2 separate regions of the Mus musculus genome follow, and region 1 is linked to region 2. A link is a contact called in public Hi-C data. All regions are on one chromosome and are shown on one strand. The core of a region is the stretch at or near the end of the contact, and the rest is flanking DNA. Distances in the headings are between cores, read along the strand shown. Region 1 has its middle 21 kb from the start of Gm10336. Region 2 overlaps Ryr2 (ryanodine receptor 2, cardiac).

What was found. A called contact is a pair of places that touch in the nucleus more often than the background predicts.
Region 1: a Hi-C map of cerebral cortex shows a contact between it and region 2, with 2.0 times the contacts expected there. The contact joins two enhancer-like sites. A contact is called at or near these places in 1 of 15 datasets of contacts at CTCF or cohesin (pro-B cells), 6 of 484 Hi-C or Micro-C datasets (cerebellar granule neurons, cerebral cortex, embryonic stem cells and 1 more), 4 of 115 datasets of contacts at active chromatin or transcription factors (all in embryonic stem cells) and 2 of 9 other capture datasets (embryonic stem cells and pancreatic islet).

The regions. Positions count from the first base shown.
Region 1 is chr13:12,162,787-12,168,592 of GRCm38.p6, reverse strand. No RefSeq gene overlaps it. Among named protein-coding and RNA genes, the nearest start is that of Gm10336, 21 kb to the left of the region's middle. Within about 2 kb of position 1,977, at least 39 of the 459 cell types and tissues checked have an H3K27ac peak or open chromatin away from gene starts, as enhancers often do. A contact at or near this core is called in cerebral cortex, where this site is marked.
Region 2 is chr13:11,754,485-11,759,881 of GRCm38.p6, reverse strand. Ryr2 (ryanodine receptor 2, cardiac) reads left to right here. Exons shown (of 105, transcript NM_023868.2): 29 at 37-211. Among named protein-coding and RNA genes, the nearest start is that of Ryr2, 350 kb to the left of the region's middle. Within about 2 kb of position 1,776, at least 15 of the 459 cell types and tissues checked have an H3K27ac peak or open chromatin away from gene starts, as enhancers often do. A contact at or near this core is called in cerebral cortex, where this site is marked.

The sequences.
Region 1 (5,806 bases), core at 728-3,227, 410 kb before region 2:
AATTGTTGTAATTTGCCCTTTGACACTCCTTATAGTAAAAGGTTGTGATGGCTACTCTTGGTTATCAACTTGGCTACATCTGGAATGAACTAAAACCCAAATGTCTGGGCACAACTGTGAACGATTTTTCCTTAATTAACTGATTTGAAGTGGGAAGTCCAATTATAACCCAGATCTTTATTTCCTTCCTTCCTTCCCTTCCTTCCCTTCCTTCCCTTCCTTCCTTCCCTTCCTTCCCTTCCTTCCTTCCCTCCCTCCCTCCCTTGAACCACTCTGTAGACCAGGCTGACTGCAAACTCAGATATTTCTTTGGTGCTGTTTTCCATGTGCCAAGATTAAACGCAAGCACCATAACTGCCTGGCACTATAATCCAGCTCTTTGAGGTAGGAAGATCCACCTTTAATCTGGGGTGCACCTGCTGGCAGCCCATAGAAAGGCCATGGAGCTAGGCTAGCTCTCTGCCTGTTTCCTCCTGGAGCTAGGCTAGCTCTCTCTCTGCCTGCTTCCTCCTGGAGCTAGGCTAGCTCTCTCTCTGCCTGCTTCCTCCTGGAGCTAGGCTAGCTCTCTCTCTGCCTGCTTCCTCCTGGAGCTAGGCTAGCTCTCTCTCTCTCTGCCTGCTTCCTCCTGCAGGTTGTCTTCTGACCTCCACCATGTGGCTCTGGCTTGTGTACACACACACAATTTTTAAAAACACATTTAAAAAGCAGAATTGTGAAAACACCTTTATGCATTTGTCTGTGATTTTTCAAGACAATGGTCATTTTATTTTCAATTAATTTTTTAACATTAGCATACAGAATTCTAGTTTTTATTATGACATAATTTGTTTTTGTTGATCCTTCTCCCACTGTTTTCTTCCATGTCTAAGTCCCCCTCTGCACCTCTGACCTGTACACTAACTAACCTCTTTTCTGTTTCCATGTTACGCATGCTCCAGGACCTCTCCCTTACTTCTTCAGCCCCTTTCCTTTCTAGCTTTACGACCTATGCCTACATGTACTGTGTGCCCTATGTGCACAGCGGGTGCCTTGGAAAGTCAGAAAAGGCATTGGCTTCCTTGGAACTCGAGTTATGGATGGTTGTGAATCACCATGTGAGTGCTGGGAACGGAACCTGGGTTCTCTGCAAGAGCAACACGTGCTTTTAACAGCTGAGCCGCCTCTCCAGCTCTAAATTTATTTTTATTCTTGCCTGCATGTATGTGCACAGTGTGAGTGCCTGCTGCACTCAGAAGCCGGAAGAAGGTAACAGATGTCCCAAAACTGGAGTTAAAGATAGCTGCAGACAGTGACCCGTGGGTCCTGGGTCTTAAAGCAGGTTTCTTTGGAAGAACAGCCAGGTCCATAACCATTGAGCCACCTCTTCAGCCCTCGGCCACTTTTGATATCTGCATAACGACTCATTTTTCTAAATAATTTTGAAATATTTTACTCTGTGGCGTGATCAGTATTAGTTCTTGCATTTAACAACAGCAAGCCATTGGCTATCTTTGGTTCCTTTTCCCCCCACTGCACTAATCTCTGGGGACACATTCCCTGAAGTGGATTCCAGGCTCAATGTTAGATATGCACCAATGGCTTCTTTATATGTATTTATAACATTTGTTTCATGGGAAAATGAATTCTGAGTCCTTCAAACAGACTTTCAAAATCATCTTACATTGCTGGTTTAAAATTTTGCCAGTGATTATTTGGTATTTATGTTTGTGTTCTGTAAATTTGTGTTTCTGAGTGTAGACATACTGAATTTCTCCGTGTTCTTAGGGATCTGTTTTGTGCTCTCAGCTTTGGAGAGCTTTGCTGTTATTCCCAGAGTGCAGGATTTCTGCTCCCCTTCTGTTCCCAGGACATTCGCAACCTGCAGAGAGTGTTAACAAAGGCATCTAGCTGCATTCGGTTGCTCGGGTGGGGGGGAGGCAATGCCTGCACTAATGTCTTTCTCTAGAACAATCCTGTAGGCGGAAGGAGTAGGAAGCGTTGTCAAGGCTGAGAAGCAGGACACAGCTGCTTCTGAGAGCTCTCTAAGGAGTTGGGAGGTCTCTTGTGGGCTGCTGTCTGTCCTCTCTCAGGTGAAGCCACTGGTTAAATAGATTACTAATGGAGTTCTCCGGGGGAGCAGAGATTGGCTTTTCTCACTGGAGCTAGCTGCTAACTCTCAGATACTTTCAAAAGCCAACTGGGCTGCCAGCAAATGGGTCCAGAAAGAGACTAAAGGGAGGACAGCACCGATGGCCTCCTGATGTCCCCCTCATTCTGCTTTTCCTTTCCTCCCTCTCCCAGACCCACCCCCAAACTGGAAACAAAACAAAACAAAACAGTCTCTTTTTCCTAAAGTGTTTAAAAAATTTTTTTTAGACGATGGATTTTGTGTAGACCAGGCTGACCTTGAAGTCCCTATGCACCCAAGGATGATCTTGAAATCCTAGTCTGTCTACTTCCTGGGTGCTGAGATTATAGGTGTGTGTGCCAGCCTACCCAGTTTATGCTGGGGATCAAACCCAGAGCTTCTTGTATCCAAGGTAAGCACTCTGACAACTGAGCACCATCTTCTCCCCCTTGAAGCTCTTTTCTTTTTCTTTCTTTAAAGAATCAGAGCGTTCCCTTTACGAGGAGACACATGCGCATGCATACACACACACACACACACACACACACACACACACACACACACGCACACACACACACACACACACATTAGAAGACAGCAGTGTACCAGAGTATTCAAGCTTGGCTCAGGCACAGAGAGACCCAGAATGTGAGCATCCACTCTTATATAATCCAGCATAAGATCTAGAGAACATTTCTTGCAGTTTTGCCCACTGTCCTCAGAACCAAAGGCTTATTTATCATTAACCAACCAAACAGCAACAAACACTGATAGAAGACGCTGGGGGAGAAGGAGCCCTTCTGCACTGCAGGGGGGAGTGTGACTGACTGCAGCTGTTAAGAGAGTCAGAATGGAGTTTCCTCAGAAAGCTAAAAATAGAATGACCATTTGATCCAGCTATACCACTCCTGGGGATATACGCAAAAGACTCGAGTCAGCAAATCGCAGGGATTCTTGCAAATTTATGTTTACTTTGGTCCTATTCTAGGTGAACAGATAAAATGTAATATATATGTGTGTGTATGTAGTATATATATATATATATATATATATATATATATATATATATAAAATATATATATGTGTGTGTGTGTGTGTGTGTGTGTGTATGTATACATATGCACACAATGGAGTTTTATTCAGTCACCAAGAACAAAATACTATTTGCTGGAAAGTGGATATACAACTGGAGATCATATTAAGTCAAATAAGCTGGATTCAGAAAGTCAAATAATTTTTTTTCTCCTGTAGAACCTGGGTGATATGTATGTATACACATGAAAGTTGAAGGTGGACTATTTAGGAAAAGGAAGGGAATAATCAGGATGTGGGCGGAGGAGGGTAGGAGAAGGTAATGGGAATACGTCTGATCACAGAACATGATGTTCTTGAACACAAATGTTTCTATTGAACCTATTTTTTGTACACCAAATATACACTAATAAAAAATTAAAATGGGTAGGGAGGCATCTCAGTAGTACAGTGTCTATCTAGCTTTTTAAAGATGCCAGGTTCTATCCCCAGTGGTGTAAGATACATGTAATCTTAATACTTGGAATCAGTAAGCAGGAGGGTCAGGAGTTCAAGGTCAGCCTGAGTTACCAGAGGCTCTGTCTCAAAAGCACCTCTGCCCTGCCTCCCCCAACCCCCATTAAAACACCAGGGTTTGTTTGTTTTTTTAATCTTCTGTCCAAATTGTACCAGTACCTTGTCTCTAAATGAGACTGATGACTGAGAGCAGGGCCTTAGGTGAATAGCCATACTCAGAGAATGAAGTACCTGAGTACCAAGTCTGGTGGTTCGGACTGTCCTTTTATGTCCACTAAGGTGCACTACATGTTCCTCCTCTCTGGAGTGGCCTGGATGTGAGTTACTGCTGCAGTGTGAATAAGAGCTGTCAGCCAGGCACAGTGGTGCACGCCTTTAATCCCAGCACTTGGGATGCAGACCCAGGCAGAGCTCTGTGAGTTTGAGGTCAGCCTGGTCTTCAAAGCAAGTTCCAGGGCTACAAAGCGAAATTCTGTCTCAAAAAACAATAGCGATGGAGAGAGGGGAAGGGAGAGGTGCACGTGTGTGTGTGTGTGTGTGTGTGTGTGTGTGTGTGTATGTGGCGGTTTGGGGGAGGTGTCTCCCATATGCTCACGTATGTGAACACTTGCTCCTGAGATGGTGGCACTGTTTGGGAAGGTTGTGGGCATTTTAGGAGCTGGATGAAGTATATCTCTGGGGGAGGCTTTGGTGCTCCATCTCCTGGCCTTACTTCCTGTTCTCTCTCCAATTCTTGTGAATGGGCATGAAGCTTGACCAGTGTTCTTCCTGCCTGGCAGACTGCTCTCATGCTCCTGCTGCTAAGATGGACTGTGCTCATCCTCCCAGAACGGTCTCTGTCAGGGCATTCTAACACCGCAGTAGAAATGCAACCAGTGCAGCCGTCCACCAATAAAGTGTACAAAGGAATCACCCGGCACCCGAGGAAAAAGCCCCATGAAAGGAACAACGGATATACTGAACTGGCACTCGAGAGCACAAAATTAGTACAATTAGTGGAGGATTAGTTTGAAAAGCTCCTCCCCCAACGGCACACTGGACGCTAGGGACCACCAATAAGAGGGAACACGTGATGTTTATCTTCCTGGATCTGGATTTCTTGGCTATAATCTTTTCTAGTTCCATCTGTTTTACCTGCAAATTTTCTTGATTTTATTTTTCTTTATGACGAATAATAGTCCACAGTGTCTATGTATTACATTATCAATATCCATTCGTCAGTTGAAGGAAATTTAAGTTGTTTCCACTTTCTGGCTATTATAACTAGAGCAACAATGGACGTAGCTGAGCAACCTGAGGAGAAGAATGCTGGAGTCTTTTCAACAGTCTTCACAGAAGGATCTACAAAAGACTCCGGATAATCAAAGCAGTCTTTAGGAAAAACCGTGATAGAGGGATCACCATACCAGATTTCAAGCTGTGTTATAAAGCTATCGCAATACAAACAGCATGGTCCTGGTACAGAAATGCAAATCAATGGAACAAAATAGAAGACCCAGATGTGAGAGTGTGTAACCACACACATCCAATATTTGGCAAGGATGTAAAAAATACACACTGGAGAAAAGATAAAATCTCCAACTAATGGTACTAGGAAAGCCAGGTCTCCACATGTAGAAGAATGTAGACCCCCATTATCTATCACGCTGAACAACAACAACAAAAAAGTTAACTCCAAATGGACCAAAGACTACAAAGTGAAACTTGAAACACTGAAATTGCCAGAAGAAAACACAGGCAGCCATACTCGACAAAACATAGCTACAGGAAAGAAGGTTCCGAAGTAGGGCTCCATTCACTCAGGAATGAAAGCCAATGATTGATAAGCGAACCTCAAAAACGAACAAGCCAAACTGACGAAAGCTAAATGTTATTGTGCAACAAAGAAAATGAGTGAAGAGGAAGCCCGAAGAGTGCGGCAGAGGCTTTGCCATCGTACATCTGAGAGAGGATGATGCATAGCCAGAATACACAAAGAATCCAAATCACAGAGCCAAGAAAACAAACGCCTAGTGTAAAGACTGGGCTAAAGAACTCTAAACAGCTCTTTCTCAAAAGAAGATATAAAAACAGCTAAGAAAGACCTCAAAAGTCTTCAACATTTTTAGCTTCTAGGGAAACGGCAATGAAAACTATTTTGAAATTTCATCC
Region 2 (5,397 bases), core at 527-3,026:
TGACTCTGTAAAAAGGGACTCTTTCGCCTCTCACAGGCACAGCGGTGGCACCAGGGCAATGAACACTACGGGCGCTCATGGCAAGCTGGTGACGTCGTGGGCTGCATGGTTGATATGAATGAACACACCATGATGTTCACTCTGAACGGCGAGATCCTGCTGGATGATTCAGGCTCTGAGCTGGCATTCAAGGACTTTGATGTTGGTGATGGTAAGAGCCACGGTGTTCTGTCATTTGGGTTTGCAGACAATGCATGGCCAGGCCCAATAGTAGTTTTAGGGTGAGTGGGTGTGTAAGTTGCCTCTGTAAATGTCTGGGCACTATGGTGACATGTGGCTGATCTGGTCAAGCATGCTTGAGATTATTACAGCAGAAATGACACCTACCCTACTTACGTAGAGTTTTGATGAGGTGGGGGTGTCTGTGTGTACAGCAGAAAGAATGGTGGCCACTACAATGGTGTCCCACAACATTAACCCCTCATTCAGAACATTCCTGGTCCATCAGTGGATTAGAGCATTTTCTTATCTATTAACTTTATAAGAAAGGAAGGAGAATCTGACATGGCTCAGCAAGTCCCTCTGTCAGAATCTCGAGTGACAAAGGTGACTAAAGCCAGGTCTCACTTTCTTGTAGATTGCTGTTTGCCAGAGAGGTTGATACTATTAAATTCTATTCTGTGGGTAAATTCTACCATCAAGACATCAGGGTAGAGGTTTTGCAAAACACTAAATTAAAAACAAATAAACAACAAACAAACAAACACCCCAGAACTAGCCCGTGAGCTGACTATATCACTTTCGGGATATTCTCAGAGAATCCTTTGTCTTACCACAGCGATGCTTGCTCATGCATGTTCTCTGCTGCTGCTCTGTTCACAATAACCAGGAAATGGAATCAGCCTAGATGTCCATCAGTTGATGGACGGAGGGTGGAAATATGGTATATGCACACAATGGGATTAGATACAGATGTGAGAAAAAAAAAGGATTCTGAAAAAAAAAAGAGGATAGGACTGATAATCCACCCCAACTCAGAAAGACAAATAAGTTCTTTTTCATTCTTGGGTTTTTAATATTTCTATATGTGCATATGCATGAACATGGGTCCAGTTATATATAAGTCTCAAAACTAGAAAAGAAACCATGAGAGGGGAGAAAGGAGGTCTTGAGGGTCATAGGACACACAAGGCACGGGAAAGGGAGCACTGGGGCTGGAAGGACATGGGGTGGGGGAGGAGGGAGCATGAAAAAGGAGGAAAGACAAAAACAAGTGCCAGAGTGAAACCTATTGCAGTATCAGTTCTAATTAGCACACAAATTATGTGACATCCTCTTAATTGTCAGGTCCCGAAAATAATGTAATGCATTGGTTGTTATCTCACAAGAAAAAAAAAAATGGAATTAATATTAAGTAACATACAGGGAGGCAGTCACACCATCAGCCAAACAGGGGCATTAGCTCTCCTCTTCTTTTGGCTTCCCAGATTCACATTTATAAGAAATAAAATTTGTCCCATATTGTTGCGGCTGTACATGTGGCTTCCTGTCTGTATCTCAGGAAGGGTCCTTAGTTGATGCTCACGATCTGTTGTAGCTTCCTTGGTTGTAGCCCCAGCTCTGTTTTCATGGCTGTGCTTTCTCTCAGATCGCAGAAGCTGCTAGCTTCTGAGCTGTGCTGGTATGCTCAGCACACAACCTCTGCTTTGGGACCAGAGGCTCACACCAGAGAAAGCAGAATCCCATCAAAGCCATCTGTTCTATACCACAGGAGGCAGCTTCCCCAGAAGACGAACAAACTGTGCCCGCAGACCTACAAACAGGGTGGGCACGTCTCAGACGGGTATAATCAGCTGAACTCATTTGCATTAATTATGCTAAGACCCGCTGCCAGAAAAACTTTCTTTAGAAACATATCACGAGGCTGCTAGTGGTAGAATGTCACTTAAGGTAACTAGCTAGTAGATCACAAATGTGAAGGGCAGGGAAGTGGGACTAGTGTTTTACAGATGTTGGGTATGTACAAAGCTTGGTGGAGATCTGCTTCATTGTGTTGGGATATTATTCCCTTGAGACAGTGTTTCTCACTGAGCTGGGAGCTACCTGGTAGTCAGCAAGCCTCTTGTCTTTGTCTCTTCCTGCAGTTGTGGAGTTATCAGTGGATGTGTGTGGTCAGGCCTACTTCCTATGTGTATGCAGGGGATTTGAACTAAATTCCTCCTGTGGGTGCAGTTAGCACCCTTAGACTGAGTGAGCTCCCAAGCTTCACCCCGTGGCTATGTTCTTGTTTACTTATTTTTATTTTATGTATGTGTGTTCATTGATAAGGGACTTCAGTTAAAGGCTCTGTTGAATTTGTTCACATCTGTAGCCCCAGTGTGTAGATCAAGAACATGCCCTGGGTGTTTACCAAATATTTGCTGGGACAAATGCAGTAGTATTCGAAGTAAGAAAGTAACCAGAAGCAAGGAGCAGTAAACTGAGGGTTTTGGACCAAGTCCCTGTCTACCATCTGCTTTTATAAGTAAAGTTTTATTCTACTACATTATAGCTATGTTCAGTTATTTGACTTCTGTCTATGGTACTTTTACATTAAAATTTATTTATATATATTCCATTTATTAATACGAATTCCATGAAAATGACTCACTTGTTGCTTTCTATAATTGATAAGATTAAAATTAAATTAAAATGGACTAGAGATTTGGCTCACCAATTAAGAGTACTTATTGCCCTCAAGGAAGACCTGAGTTCAGTTCCCACCATCCATATTAGGAAACTGACTACCACCTGTGTCTCCAGTTCTAAGGGATCTGGTATCCTCTTCTGCTCTCAGTGGACACTTGGACACATGTGATGCACATAAATTTATATAAGAATACACATAATATTAAAATAAACATTTTTATAAAATTATATGAAAGACAAGAGAAATTTGATATTTAGTATATTTATCTCCTTCATAAAGAATTGAAAAGATGTTATGAAAATAAATCTCTTTTCAGCTTATTATAAATGCTATTCAAAGGCATAAACATTTCAAATGGAATTTAATTATTTTACCAACTCCTTGAGAGATGCTAACTCTAAACCTCTATAAGAAATGGTGTAATCACTCTTGTTCACTCTTCCCCTAAAAGGATTCAGTTTTTGACACTGCTGTATTAGTCTTATTGTTCTTTCCTGTTTTGTTTGATTTGTGTCTATAGTATCTCTGGGTATATGTGTTTGTGTGTGTGTGTGTGTGTATGTATGTTCATGTATATCTGGAAGCCAAAGAAAGACATTGGGTATCTTTCACTGTTGCTCTCAGCCATATGGTTTTCACTGAACCCAGAACTCACTGATTTGTGTAATTGGCTGGCTAGTTAGCTCTTGCATCTCTCTTGCCTTTGACCTCTAGAGCTTGGCTTAACAGACATGTACAACCACACCTGGCTTTCTTATGTAGGTGGACATCATTTAAATTCAGGTCCTTATGCCTGGGAAGCAGTTGCTATAGTGACTGAGCCATTTTCCTACTTCCCAACTATTCCTTTATTGAGTAATAAGATGAATTTTAATGGCTGCCCATATTTCATCTTGTGTATATAACAAAGATAATCATTCTTTTCCTATAGGTAAATTGATTTCTACTTATTTTTCTATCTATAATTGAATCCAGTGTACTTCTATGAAAAGTTGTAGACATATTTTACTTTAGAACCATAATCCATGTTTATTGTTGCTCTGTTCACTATAGCAAAGAGAGGGAACCAACCTAGCTGTCCATCAACAGATGGATTATGAAAACCTAGTACATGTTCAAAATGGAATGCTATTCAGTGCAAAAGAAATATGATTTTTTTCAGAGAGTAAACAACTACATTTTTACCCTCAGTTGCAGATCCTGGCCTACAATATATGTGTAAGTATAGCATAATGTGTAGAAAGAACAGGAAAAGGAAACTCTTAGTGAGGAAGAAGGACAGAATGTAGATAATGGACACCTGAGTCATTAAAGATAATTAAAATTAATTATTTCCCTAGGCTTAACTCTGTCAAGGGCTTTTCATCCTTTTGTGGTTGATAAAGCATAAAGTGTATTAAGAGTGAAAGTGTGAGATCCAGTCTGAAGCTTCACAGCTTCAGCAGAATTGTTCTAAATGTGCAGAAGACCACTGAGATGGGAAGACATTGGTTCTGGCCAATCTTGCTCTTCAATGTCTTTTACTTCCAAGTTCTTTTCAGTAAATCTTTAACTATTGAAAAAATGTCTATCATGTATGTGTTTAAAAAAGGGATTGAATCTCAGGGAATGTATGCAGAATGCAGAGGGTTCAGTAGTAGAACTAAGGGTGGAATGGAATGAGGACTTAGGTCCAAGTCTCCTGAGTGTCTCTTGTCAAACCGTCCACAGGACTATTGTCCCAATGCCCTGCTCTTAGACACGAACTGTTCTGGAGATGGTACTGAATCCTCCCTTTCTATCCTCCCTCGGCTCCAAATACCACAGTCTTGGAAAAATAGCACAGGATTTGCTTAACCTTTTCCCTTATCTTCTGGCCCCTTGGTAGATGGTGAGCAGCTTGGAGCTGGTATCTCTGTGTTATTCTTAGTTTTTCCGCACATGGCAGATGATGCTTGTCAAATGAGGACACATGTGGTTGGAGGTTTCTCAATTACTATGAGGAGGATGGTCCACATAAATCTCACAACTGCTCAGGGGGATAAGCAGGGTTTCTGCTGCAGGGTCTCTTTACTGGACACAGCACTGAGGGTTAGGTTTGAAGAATGTGGCATGCAAGCAAGTGTATCTGTAGTACTTCAACACATTCCCTCCTGGAAAGGATGTTATCAGGCATGCTTTTATTAAGTGAAGTGAAGTGGTGAGAACTATCCCTTGTCTCCATAGAGAGTGCATATTTATTGGGAGAAATTTGTTGAAGGACACAAGAAAAGGGAGATGATGCAAAAGTGTTCAGAGTCTTTCTACTCTGAAGCTTATCCAAACAGAGTTCTTGTTTGAAGAAATACTTGCATGTGACTATTTTCCTATGTGCAGATCATTCTTTGAAGAATAAATGTTCAAAATCAAATGTTTATTCCATCCAAGAGCATATATATTATTAAAGCAATGTAGTTAAGAATAGAGATTTAGTTTCTTGTTCAATATATAACTCTTTGTATGTATTACTGGTTATCTTAATCTTTTAAACAAAACTACTTTAAATGTACAACGAAAGTCAGAGAAGCACAATTAACACCCATAGGTCTACCATGGAGGTATTTGCAAGTCTCTAGTATCTCCTAAGCTGATAATGCTGCCGTAAACACTGTGATCAAAAACAAACAGATGTTCCTTGTCCAAGGAGACGACTCTATCTTATTGTCTCTTCAGCGGTGTCAGATAGTGGC